Linked DNA regions of Mus musculus: region 2 is linked to region 1. Evidence: chromatin contacts called from public HiCAR-type data. All regions are on one chromosome and are shown on one strand. Each heading gives the region's core, a stretch centred on a gene start, on an enhancer-like site or on the middle of the called end of the contact. The rest is flanking DNA. Distances are from core to core; before and after follow the strand shown. Region 1 overlaps Sdccag8 (serologically defined colon cancer antigen 8). Region 2 overlaps Sdccag8 (serologically defined colon cancer antigen 8).

Evidence for each region. HiCAR-type assays count read pairs that join an accessible place to other places.
Region 2: a HiCAR-type map of neural stem cells shows a contact between it and region 1, with 4 times the contacts expected there. The contact joins two enhancer-like sites. A contact is called at or near these places in 3 of 39 promoter capture datasets (the 3T3-L1 cell line, the C10 cell line and stem cell-derived epiblast-like cells), 3 of 15 datasets of contacts at CTCF or cohesin (the NIH/3T3 cell line, embryonic stem cells and pro-B cells), 38 of 484 Hi-C or Micro-C datasets (B cells, CD4 T cells, the CH12 cell line and 22 more), 8 of 115 datasets of contacts at active chromatin or transcription factors (acute myeloid leukemia, bone marrow-derived dendritic cells, differentiating embryonic stem cells and 5 more) and 1 of 9 other capture datasets (embryonic stem cells).

Annotation. Positions count from the first base shown.
Region 1 is chr1:176,878,007-176,884,574 of GRCm38.p6, forward strand. Sdccag8 (serologically defined colon cancer antigen 8) reads left to right here. Exons shown (of 18, transcript NM_029756.3): 12 at 1-100. Among named protein-coding and RNA genes, the nearest start is that of Gm15423, 60 kb to the right of the region's middle. Within about 2 kb of position 2,350, at least 22 of the 459 cell types and tissues checked have an H3K27ac peak or open chromatin away from gene starts, as enhancers often do. A contact at or near this core is called in cerebellum, cortical neurons and neural stem cells, where this site is marked.
Region 2 is chr1:177,011,428-177,017,995 of GRCm38.p6, forward strand. It overlaps Sdccag8 (serologically defined colon cancer antigen 8), which reads left to right. Exons shown (of 18, transcript NM_029756.3): 17 at 462-588. Among named protein-coding and RNA genes, the nearest start is that of Gm15423, 74 kb to the left of the region's middle. Within about 2 kb of position 3,009, at least 111 of the 459 cell types and tissues checked have an H3K27ac peak or open chromatin away from gene starts, as enhancers often do. A contact at or near this core is called in cerebellum, cortical neurons and neural stem cells, where this site is marked.

The sequences.
Region 1 (6,568 bases), core at 1,100-3,599:
CTTTCAGTTGAATAAAACCAAAATGGAGAAGGATGAGGTGGAAAAGGAACACAGAGAATACAAAGCAAAGTCTCACAAGGATCTTGAAATGAAAGTCCAGGTAAGGAAGCACGCTGGCACAGTCAGCTGTGAGCTGTTAGTAACATGTTTTCTGAAGTTGCTGTGGTTTTATCCCTAAGGCACTATTTCTCTTATAATGTTTCTAACTAATGTAAGGACCCAGTTCATACTATTAAAAGAATTTCATTTATAGACGCCTGACATGAAGTAGTGAGAATCAACTGCTTGCATATGAAATTCCAATTTGACAGTTCATAAATATACATTTGGATATGTATCTATTACTTAGAAAAAGTTTTAAAAAATGTTCTAATGCACAGTTTGAACCTAAAATATACGCACATAAAGTTCTTGAAAGATGCCAACTTGCATCCAATTTTAAATGAGAAACTTTAAAATTTGTAAGATGAGATGAGTTGATATGTAAATATGTCAATCAAATTGATTGTTGGCAGAGTTGGACCAGTTTTAACTACGATAGCCATGAATCTGTGTGCTCAGGAAGCCTAAATACAGTGAAATTAGAAATGTTAGGGAAAATGCTACTCGCTTCAATTTCAGTTTGAACAGATGTTTTATGTTATAACTCTGTTGAGATTGTATAGATACTCCAATTTTAATTGACTCTGGGGAAAGCTTTTAAAGAGAACGTTCTGGCAGATTGACTTTTGATGTTCTATTTTTATGTTACATTATAGGCCATTGAAGGTTTGCATTCTTTACAGCCAAGAAAAGCAGATTGTGTATTCTATTAAAATAATATGACTGAGGTATCAGTATCAATAATTTAGAGATATCCGTACAGTTCAGAAGTAGGTGACTCCAGATAATTTTACAACATATTTCTAAGCAAGGCTTTCTATCATATTTTCAACATATTTTCCCTTTCAAGCCGTCAGCTGTTGATGACAAATGACATAAATGCAATGGGGAAAGTATTAAATATGGAAGTGCTAATGAAGCCCTGTGCAGAATACTTCAAATCACAGCCGAAACCCAGACAACCAGAACAAAAGTAGTTTTTATATGAGTAGATGCAACTTTATGATGAGTTCTACATCTTAGAAGATCTTTCCATATTAGCATGTACTGATTTTATTTTGTCCAGTTGGGGGCGTCCCTGATAGTAGAATGGAAAGTTCCCTCAGTCAAGGATTGAAAGCCTAGGACTCCTAAGCAAGTGGAGTGCTCTCTTCCTTCTGATATCCTACAGGGTTTTGCAGTCAGGTTGGCACACTCTGTAATATTAAATATCTTTTGAGTTATTATACTGAACTACAGAAGTATAATATTTCCTACTAATAGAACACAGAAGCAAAGAGTTTGGGGATGATTTAAAATCACATTATCATGTTTAGCAATACAAAAAACAAAGCAAAACCCTACAGTAACAAGAGTGAGTGTCTTAGGAAATGAATAACCTAGATTAAATCCCTTCTAGTGTCTGTTTCTTTAGCATGCTGTCTTCTTAATCAGCCCATAATGCTACAAAGGCTGAAACTGAAGGAGAGCGTCCGTGCTCCCTGGTGGACTGAAATACTAAGTTTCTCTGGTCATCTTTAGTGGTGCCGTTGCGGTGAAGCTGTACCCTCGGGGAGGACCCAGTTTGTAGCAGTAAACCTGTGAGGGTGAGGAGAGGTTTGCATGCTCCTGTTTTTTCCTGGAACAGAATGTGAGGAGAGTTTGTAGGTGCTCTTTGTAACTGGTTTGTCCTGAACAGACAGTTTCAGACGTAGTCGCTTCTCATTCCCTGGGTGATTTGGAGCAGCAAAGCAGCAGTTGTTCTTTGGTCTCTCAGCCATGACCTGACCTTCTGTCTGTAAGTCCGAAGAGTTATTTAGCTTGGCCACCATCTGCACCCAGGAGAGAAATTTACATTTAGCTTTGAAAAGCTGGACATGTCAAGCACTTATCTGCAATACCTACCATGATATAAAACATATTTAATTTTAAAGCCTTGTGTATCATACAGTCATCATAACCAGGAGACTGTCTCTTGGGTTGCAAACAGGTGTTCCCCATAATGCATCATTTTATTCATATTTTAGCTAATCTGGCCACTTGGTAGGTTTTGAAAGTAGGTGGGAAACTGAGCTGGAATGTGGTGAGCACAAGAGCCTCTTTGATGTATACACAGCCGGGCAAATGCTTGACCACTGGAATGATTTTCCTCACGACCTGAGCCTTGACTCTGGCATAATTAGAAAGAAAGGTTAGAGGGGGAACAATGGCTGTCTCTTCCGCCCACTTTCTTCTTTTCTTCTTATATTGTGTCAGGACCCATGGGTGAATTACCCTTCCCATCAGCTCTTTTGTATCGCTCAGGCTTGGAGAGCTGCTGTCAGTCTCAGGGGCTGCTTCTGCACCACGGAAAACAAAAGGCATTTTGTGTGCAGATTGGGAACTTTGTGCCTTGATTTATTTTCTTTTTTTTTTTTTTCTTCTTTCCTTTCTTTGCTTCTTTTTACTTTCTTTCTTTTTTATATAAACATCAGGTACACACACACACACCCCATCAAGGAACTTAAAAGCATATGAGACAAAAGGAACATTATAAACAACCTGTGCATTTCCAGCACTTAGATTCAGTGTGTGTCAATCTTGTCCCACCAGTTCACAGTTTTTTTCTTAACTTCACCTCATTATCATATTTTTCCATCTTAATTTCTAATTTTCCTTTCTCATTGTCTTTCTCTACCTCCTCTCCTTTCACAAAAATATTTAAAACAAATCTCAGATATTTATTATTTTACCTACAAATATGTTATTGAAGGAAAGGCTCATATTATCATATTGTTACTTTGAAGAATATTAACAATAATTACTAGCAAATAGCATGAAGCTTATGTTGACATTTCTTTTTCTCAAAAAGTGTTTTGTAGTTGGTTTATTCCAAAATGTAGAGCAGGTGTGTCTTTGTCTGTTCAAATGGTGCAGTACTGTCTTCTTTAAAAGTAAGTGAAAAGGACACTTGGTAAGCATGTTAGCTTTCTTTATTAGGTTTCCCTCTGAAGGCTTTGTGCTCCGTACTGTGCCGGTCGCCCTGCCAGAGCTGCACCTTCGTCCTCTGATACACTGTGAGCATGTGGCCGGGTTGTGCCTTTGTGTCTTCTCACGTTCCAGAAGGGGCCAGAAACTCTGAAATGCAAACTGCATCATTTCAGAGTCCTGTATTTCAGGTTCAGGAACTTTCAGGAAACTCTGGCTACATTACAGGGTTAGCTCATTTGAAATGAAAGATGCATCTTTGGAATTTTCTTTGTTAATTTTGAATTAAATAATTGAGTCTCAAAGATATTTCTTTGTTGCCTCTCGCCTTTGATCAGGGTCCAGGGCAAGTAAAAAACAGAAAAGAGAAATGTGTTGATAAAGGTACTCGTAGCAGGCTTTGCTCTCCTTATTCTTCAGTCTCTTGTGCTCCTCCTTTTCTTCCTCCTCCCCCCAATCATCGTATTTTAAATTTGTTATGTGACTTAGGGATGTATAAAGCACAAGGGCACATATAGAGGTGGGATGGGGAGGCATGATCCAGAGAGGCCAGAGCATCTGAGGAAGCTGTTCATTGTCTGTCTGAGCTCTGAAGCTGCAAATGATAGCTTAGGAGAATGTTCTGAGAGTAGGGCACACTGACAGACTATGGTGATGGGAGACCCTACCAGAACATTTCATTGGTTTTGTGACTTGCTTTTGCGTCGAAGAGATAGATGAAGCAATGTGTACTGTACTACACAAAGTTAATGTGTGTGTGGTAGAATGAAAGAAGCCAGTTTCGTGGGGCATCTGTAAAGCCTGGTGCCCGTTGAATAGTGAAAAAAATTGTTTGTGGAATTAAACAAGATAGCGAAGAATATAGTCTGAGAGACTGCTTTGAAAAGTGTGGCACATTGAAATTATCCAGGTTGGAAGGCAGCAGAGTTGGGAAAGCAGAATTTGCCTTTGTTCCTTTTGATGACCATAACAGAGCTGCTAAATGTTGTTCAGAAATACCACACTGCCAGTGAGCATAATTATGAAGTGAGAAGGGCTCTTTGTAAACAAGAGATGCAGTCTGCTGATCACAGAGAGGTTGGGGGGGGGCTTCCTACTTAATGGAGGAAACCTGGGTGTTGGGGGGTCGTGGTGGTAGTTTTGGTTGTGGTTAGAAACCTTGGTGGAAAAGAAGGCTATGGTGGCAGAGGTGGTAGTTATGGAGGTCGATACAATGTATTTAGAGATGATGGTGACAGCTATGGTGGTAATCCTGGCTATAGATAGAGGAGACTAAGGCGGTGGTGGACCAGGATATGGAAACCAAGGTGGTGGATATGGTGGTGGAGGAGGCTGTGGTGGGATTATGATGGAGAGAATTTTTGGTGCAAGTAACTCTGGTGGTGGAGGAAAGTATAATGACTTTGAAAATTATGATGGACAACAGCTATCAAATTGTGGGTCCATGAAGGGGGCATGGTTGGTGGAGGATGCCCAGGCAATCCCTATGGTGACAGCTATGGATCTGGCTGTCGAAATGGTGGATCTGCTGGCAGAAGGTCTAGCAAACAGCAGAAAATGGCTATAGTTCTTAGAAAAAGAAGGTGGAGTTGCCAGGAAAGCTGCAGGTTACTTTGAGACAGCCGTCCCAAATGCAAGACGAACTGTAAGGATCAGCCTCAGAGGGAGCGACGGTCCATAGTTAGAAACATCTGCAGCTTCAAAGGGAAGCCCTCTTGTTCACAACTGTCATAGCATGGTTTACAAAACATTATTAATTAATGTAGTGCAGTAACAGATATGCATTTCTGAGGTCAGTTATCTCCTGTAGCTTCATCTTCTCCCCCCACCCCTTTTTATACCAAGTATATTGCCTTGCAAATTGCTGTATAGTGATGGTGCCAGAAATAAAAAAATTAAGGAATATTTAACTTCAGAACAAAACCAGTGCTTGCCATGCCTGGCACTTTCTGGTTTCTGGGATCAAATTCCTGTTCTCACCCTGCTCAGCAAGTGCTTTCCTGACTGACTGCCCACCCTCCCAACCCTATCCCCCCCCCCCTCAGGTTTTTCTAGTCACCCTGTGCAGGGTAGTGTGGGAGTCACTCTCCTTTATCCTAAAGGGAGCAAAAAGCTTTATGCTGAAGCTTAGGGCATGGATGGCCACCTCTGTGTCCTGTCCTGACACATGTATGTGTGTGTACATCCCAGCAGCCCAAGTTCTTATCTAGGCTCCTGCTGGGGGCAAAGACAATACAGATCACCAGCTCCCCCACTTAGAGGACCTGTTTCCTTCCACCCAAGTGCAGGTCCCAGCAGTAGTTAGGCTTGGACAAGGCAGGGACTGGAGGAGAACACATTTCTGAGAACCGTTCCAGGGCTGAAGTGACAGGGAAAGACTTCCACAGAGGTGAACTGAAGGTCCATTGGCCCATCAGACTGTCCCAAGATAAAAGTCACTAAAACTTGTGAGACATCGATCAAATACTAGGCCCTTCTTTGCTATTTCTGGTTTTGTGAAGTAAGGTCTCACCATGTAGCCCAGGCTAGTCTAGAACTTGCTATACTCTGTAGCCCAGGCTCTTCTCAGCTCAGGATCTCACTCAGCTAGTTACAAGGGCTTTTCAAAGTGTCCTGTGGGACTGCATTGAGAACATGGTATCAACACATGCCTGACATGCTCCCACCTGATGCCAATATTCCTTGTAGCAGAAAAGAGTTAGCCAATGGAGACTCATTCAAGCTCTGCTTCTGCCTAATTTCACAAGTGAAGTTTTATAAAAACATGAACAATACTTAAGTGTTCCATTTGCTTCGTTCCGGAGTGGGGCTCAGCAGTTAAGAGCACGTGTTGCTCTTGCAGGAGACTGCTGTTAAGTTCCTAGCACCAGCGCTGGGAGCGCACGACCTGTAACTCCAGCTCCAGGGTATCCAACATCCCTGGCCTCTTCTGAAGCCTACACTCACATGCACACTCACCCGCCTACAGACACTTAGTTACAATAGTACAAACAGATCTTTAAAAAGAGCAGAGCTGAGAAGGTGCGGTAGAGACCACAGAGCCCACAAAACCCAGATATTATCATGATTTCTAACCTTTCTAGGAAGAGTTTGCCAGCCCTTCTCCGAGGGCTGTATTACTAGAATTCTATATTACTAGAATGCCTTACTGGGGAGCATCAGTATTGAATTATAACTTATTGCAATTTACTGGTCTTAGAATAGTCATAAAACAATGCATGCTATATCTCTGCTCTCTTGAATATCTAGCAGCACTTCCAGGTGAGCACCTGGTGACTGTGTCTACATTTGATTAGTAGCGCATGGCACAATAACGACATGTGGCTTAGATGAAAGTGTGAATCCAGCATTATTATTTCTTTACAATTTTACTTATAGGTTAATGTAAATTTTATTTTTTAGAAGTAAGAAAATGGGCATGGCTTTGCTTAGTTGCCTACATATGGTATATCTTGGGGATGATTCTTAACAGTGAGTAGGAAGCTTGGGATAACTCAAAGTCCTTCATGAAGTAATCAAA
Region 2 (6,568 bases), core at 1,759-4,258, 130 kb after region 1:
GCTTCACTGTCCCACAGTGGTTCCTGTTTGAAGGCTTTGTTCCCAGTCCCCAGTGCTACGTGAAGGTGCTGGAACTTTAAGAGGAGCCTAGTAGGAGGAAGTTGGGTTATTAGGGGTTTGATCTTGAATTTAGTCCTGAGACATTGGCTTCCTCTCTCCATATCCTATCCTCCTTGCTGTGAGGACTTTCTTTACCACAAATGCCTAAACAAGGAACACGGCCTTGCCACAGACCCAAGCAAAGTGCTACAGCTAAGGAGTCAGGGGCTCAATGTAGTTAGCCAGTCACGGGCAGAAACTCATGAACACATAAGCCAAAGTAAGCCATTTCTTCCCCAAGTATTTTGTCATAGCATTGGAACGTCAACACATATAACCGATGGAGCTAACACCTGTCACTGTCCTCTCTGCTCTCCGAAGCAACCAGCTCTCAGAACTCATCTCAGATTCCTTTTCTGCAGACTCAGGCAGCTGGATAAGCACGGCCAGGCTACAGCGCAGCAGCTGGTGCAGTTGCTTAACAAGCAGAATCAGCTTCTCCTGGAGCGACAGAACCTGTCTGAGGAAGTGGCCCGGCTGCGAGCGCAGGTAGGGTGGGAACCTGTCTGAGGAAGTGGCCCGGCTGCGAGCGCAGGTAGGGTGGGAACACACACAGGGACCTCTGTGGGCCAGGCTGAGGGCAGCCGTGGGCCGTGTGGGAGCACGAAAAGCCCACTATAGCTCAAGGGGGCCCAGGGCTGCATGGCAACACAGATTCTCTCCTTCCCCCTTTCTAGGCTGCAGTGTCACAGGCCCAAATCCCTAAGAATCACATAGGTCAGGTCATAAGCTGGGAGAGTTATGCCAAGCATCAGACTCAGGCACATGGATCAACCCAGGCATACCAGAGGCAGCCACACCATGCAGGAACACTGGTGGGGAAGACTAGCGGGAAAGAGGAAGAGCAGTGCTCAGGCCCAACATGTGGAGGAGGCAGCTGTGAACTACTACTGAGGACTGAAGGACTTTAACAGTAGAAGAAAGGGGTGCTCGAAGATGGGAAGGTCTCATGAGAGTAATCAGATGACTTAGCCCAAATAAGTATCTATCTAAAATATGTGCTCACTCTGTCCAGTTAAGCAAGCCAGCAAGGCTGATATTATTGTCTCCATTTTGCAGATAGGGAAACTGAGGCTCAAACAAGCATATTCAGCTAGCAAATAGGGGCACAGCAAATGGAACCTAAGTCTGACTCCAGAGCCCAAGCTGTCCCCATTCAGGTTAGATAATGGCGGAAAAGAGCCCAGGTAAGTTGGACGGGTGGCACAAACTACTGTTCTTCTCAGCAACTTCTCCTCACATCAGAGAGGCTCTGGGGGTTTTGCCCCATTAAGCAATCTGTGAAGATAAGGATGTATACGGGTGCTTGCAGTGGTTAGTGGGGAAGCCTCTGGAAGTGAAAGGAAAAAAGACCATTTCTTATTCTCCATTCGAAAGGACCTTGAGCTGACAATCTTGACCTGCCTTGAACTCTGCCTATTCAGTCCTGTAAATTGCTTCAAGTTCACAGTTGTGAAAGATCCAAACTGGACACTGGGCAGAGGGCTCACACAATGGTAGAAGTATGCACTGGAGGGCTAGAGGGCACAGGTCAGCAGGGTCTGACAATACACTGACCACTATCTGGAATGTGTGTAAAACACCCAGTTGTGGTGGCTCCCGACACTCCAGGCATGTCTGGAAGCAGAACCCAGGCACCTCCATTTATACGCTATTGGGGTAATTTGTAAAGACAGAAAGAACCTCTTAGTTTGGAATTGTAGCCAGAAACAACTCCGTTTGAAAACCTTGGCCAAGGCATCCATGGCTCTCCTGAGCTTCTGTCCTCATCTGCTGCATGAGAATTAAGAGAACTGGGCATGTTAGGGTAGTGGTTTGCTCAGTGGGATCTTAGGAACTTGGTAGCCTGAAGTGCCCCATACTTGAGGTCACTCTCTCCCCTTCCTGAGAAGTTCCCATGGAGCCAGCAGTGACACCACCATCTCTACTGTGCTCAGGGCTCAGTGCAGAGTCCATCTCCTAGAGGAGGAACTGGATTTTGGTCATAACCCAGGTCTGTGGGCAGGTCCAAGGGAGATTTGGTTCATCAAAGTCCAAAGTCACCAGAGCCACCTTTGGTAACTAGGCTATTGTGACATATGATGGACTGGGATCTATGGCATGGTGAGCTTTGCCTTTGGACTAATCACCACCCTTTTTTTATGGCACACACAGATCTTAACATGGAACACGTATTTTTAGAAGCCTTTTCCTGAGTTTTAAAAGCTTGAGAATTTCCAAATTCACTGCACTTAAAAGAATATTGCAGGAAAAAGGTCTTCCTTTGCCAGTGGCAACACAAATGACTTGTCTACCCCTTGCTGTCTGGAGCATCTCTGATGGGGCTTTTTTATATTGAAATTCTACCCTGCGTGTTATTTTAAGATGACCACGGCGAAAGAAATTTGGCAGAGGTAATGGCTCCCTGTTGCAAATGCTGGGAGCAGTTGGAGGTTTTGCAAGCTCTTTGCACAGTCTCTAACCCAGTCCACTCTGGCACAAGTGTTACACTGGTCTCCATGTGCTGGCACTTGGTGGCCTGGGACTAATGTGAATCATTTTTTTGCCCAAAATAAACCTGAATTGTAAACTGATTTTTAAATGTGGAATCCTTGAAGTAAGCAAGTCAAAGTTTGACTGACTGTATGTATCTGGTTGGGGAAGAGGCTCCTCAGCGCTATGGAGGGAAAGGCTGTGCTCTGACCTGTCTCCACCTGGACTTCTGGGCATCTGAGGCTTATAGATGCCTTTGTGTCCAGTGTGGCAGTGGTGTGGCTGAAGGCCTCCATTTTCTCTGCCTGGATGAATTAAGCATAATAGCTTAATTTTGCATGTCAAACTCTGAAAATCTCTGTCTGCTCAGAACGCAAAAGAGAGTGGGTATTTTCTGACCCAGACAGCTGCTTGGGAGCTTAGTCACGTCCTTCAGATTGGCTCTATTTCCTAAGCCCTGGCCTGCTCAGAGAAAGAATGGTGGCCTCCAACAGGAAATGCCTTGTTTCTAAGCCTTGATTATTCTAAATGGCTTCTGTTTAGATTTGAGTCACACACAGTCTCTTGCCCATGAAGGGAACCTGTCCTGGTTGTAAGTGACTATGTACCAATGCCACTTTGGGCTGGAGAGCTTACACAGCTGCCATGTGGTAGGAAAGTGACTATGCAGGGTGCAGGGTAATCCTCCAGCTGGTTTATAGTATGCTCCTTCCTCAGGATTGACTAAAAATGGTGGCTTTCCTAACTTCTTCACTTACACTGGAAGGATGTGGACATGACCGTGCTGTCTTGGTCTTACCCTGGCGGTAGCCCTCTCAGCCTGACTCTGATATGAGAGCTGGACTAGATCCCTGTTCTCTCTCCTTGCCTGACTTGCCAGAGATGCCATAGTGGTAGTGTGGAGGTGGCTTGTGGGTAAGGACCATGGGGCCCAGGGGCAAGGCTTGACTGGGCAAAGCTTGGAGCAGAGTTGGGGTCAGAAGCCTAAACCCAAAGAGTAACATCTGGCCAGGAAGGGTGGGGCCAGCTGGCGAGGAAATTGTGGATTCTGTTCCTGGGGAGGATGGGTCTAGGAGAGGGAAGAGAACAGAAACGCTCTGTCCAGTGGGAGGGCTGTTTCTTCCATCAAGATGGGCTTGAGTTACTTACTGGGTAATGACTCTGGTTTCAGCTGCCTGGCATCCTGCAATAGCTGTCACCCTGAGCAGCCTGCCTGTTCAGTCCTCAGCATTCAGTCTGGGGAGGGATTCCCTTTGAGTCCCTTCTTATGAATCACTCACAGTTTAGAAAACAGAGTCGGAAGCTGCCGTGTCAGTGGTTAATCAGTTGGCCCTATGACTTTTAAGCATTCTTGGCAGAGAATGTACTTTCTAATTTGATTTAAAGTTGTGCAAGGATCGAGCAGCCATATGTGATTATATTCAAGATCATCGACATTATCTCATTACATCCAAGGACTCATTGAATAGAGTTGAAAATAAGCATGAGAGGCAAATCCTAGGGAGGGGTGGAGAGGCCTGCTTGTGAGTAGAAGCACACACAGGATTGAGTCTGGAGATGGGCAGCTCAAGTGAGGGTAGCCCAGACCCACTGGCTGGTGGGGAGTGGAGAGACAAAGTGGGGATCTAGAGATGGTCACTCTTATCTTGTCCTTTCTAGAGCCCAGGGGCTTTGCCTAGCTGACTTCAGGGCCCACACACAGTTAACTACCTGCAAGACAGATGGTGTCTTATGAATGGAACAGAAAATAGACTAAATAAAATAATTTACAAAGCCTCCTCCTGAACCAGGATTTTTTGGAAAGAATTCTAAATAGATGAAAACAAACAATTTGATTTCAACCAAATTGTTGTTTTTTTGTTTTTATCCTGATTTTCACCCGAATTGTCAGTCTCAAAAATAAACACTGATACATTCCCAGAAAATATTTTTCAAATAAAAACTGACTCTGTTAAAGTTTGCCCTGATTCTTTCAAAACTGTGTACAAGACACTGTCAACCAAAGTGACTTGCATATTTTTTTAAATCAACTTGAACATATGCAGCTACGATGTCATTAACTCCCTGCTGCTGGGTGTTTTTAGAGAATGACATAAGACCCTGGGCTGCATTTCTAACATAATCACGGGGAAGTCATGGGGACCTCCCCAAGCAGCTGAAACAGCACACAGCTTAGCAGTTCATCTAGGCGCCTTGTTTGCCACTAATACTGAGGAGCACACTAGACTTCACCTAAGAGGCCTGTTCTAAGAGCTCCCTTTGTCCAAGGCTGTGTACTTCCAGAGTAGGCATGGTGGGTAAAAAATGTTGAATTTTACATTGCTTCAGATGCATTGCTCCTCTTTCTGCTTTCTGAGTTAGACATTATATTTTGCAATATAAATTCACAATCAAGTTTTTAAAGGGAGCTAAATATTTTAATCCAATTAGACAAGTGAACAAAACACTGAATATTACATGCAGTGGAGATAAGTGGTTCTTGCCTTTAAAAGACTGCAATTCCGTCACATTACAACCCCAAATGTCAATGTTGTCTTCATTTGTAACACTTTCAAACACAAGGCAGCCAGAGGCTCCACTCTGCTGGTAGTGACACTGTCTGTCCTTTGGGAATTCTTAAAATTTATTTCCCATGGAAATATGATTCACATAAAACAAATACCTGCCCCTTTGCAGAGAAAGTGGTTGGGAGCCAAAATAATGACACATGCCGCTGGAGGGGCTCTGGTGATGAGATGCATGCGTAGAAGACACTTTGCAGGTGCTCCTGCAAGAGCATCCGTGTCTCTGGCCCATCCAGAGCTGCCTCCCATCCCTTGAAGTCCTGCTTTGTCTGAGGACAGCCTCTCTGCCCTGTCCACTTTCCCCTGGCTCTGGCTTCTGAAGAGGCAGCAGAGCCAGGCCATCCATGGAAGGGACCACAGCTGTCTTCAAAATCTCAGACAGGTGGTCAGCAAGGAGTCACTTGTTTATGGTGACTTGTGATTTCTGCCTTGCTTCATAGCTGAAAGTGGCCAGAATCTTGGTATTCCTACCAGAAACTCTGGCCTATGTTGGGGAGACTGCTCTAGGGTCTGGTGGGCACTGCTGAGCTTAGTAGCTATTACCACTTGCTAAGCTAGATGTCCTTCATAACCCACTACGGTCTGGAGCACACAGACAGGATACTCTATTCTCCCCATCTGGGTTGGTCATTCTGGATTGCCTCCTATCTTGCCCTTTAGAATGTTGTTATGCCAGCTGCTCAGTTCTTCATGGATATACCACAGCAGGCCTTGAAAATCATGGTAGGATCTGTACCTGGAGGTCACATGCTCTGCATCTTAAGTATAGGTTAGTTCCCATTTGGAGCCCAGGCCAAGTGCCACTGAATTTTGTAGTCACTGTCAATATCATAACAGGATCATGGGGCCACTGGAGAGAAATCATGTCATATTCTCTCAGGCAGATGGAATGATGTAGCCCAACGAAGGAGACATGTATGGGAAAGTGGAGCAGCTGGGTGCATAGAACCAGAAGGGAAGGCAAGCCATGGAAAGGATCTGAGGGCCTGAATGTACCTCTGTCACCTCAGAACAAGCTTGGAAGGACCACCGAGAAAGCCCTTACTCTTAAAAGTAGATGCCTACTGCCAGGGGTATAGGAACAGAGTGTTTGGGGCCCTCACCACATGAGGTAAGGTACACACAGAGAGCCAGAAAGAATGCTGACTTGAGCAGTTGTAGGACAGACACTAAAGGGCAGTCATTAGGAGGCTGAGGTGAGACCAGCCTGAGCCACACAGTGAGGAGTCCAACCTCAGTGGAAAGGAAAAGAAACAAAGGAAATGGCAGCCTGGACTACAAAGCAAGAATCTAATCCAGCAGGAAGAAGGGCTGGGGACCCTAAAGCATGGTCAACTGGGAAACACTTTGGGTCACCCCATACATCTCACTTCATAAAAAGCCAAGTTTAAAATAAACTTCAGAAATAAATTGAGCACAAAACCCAAGGTTTG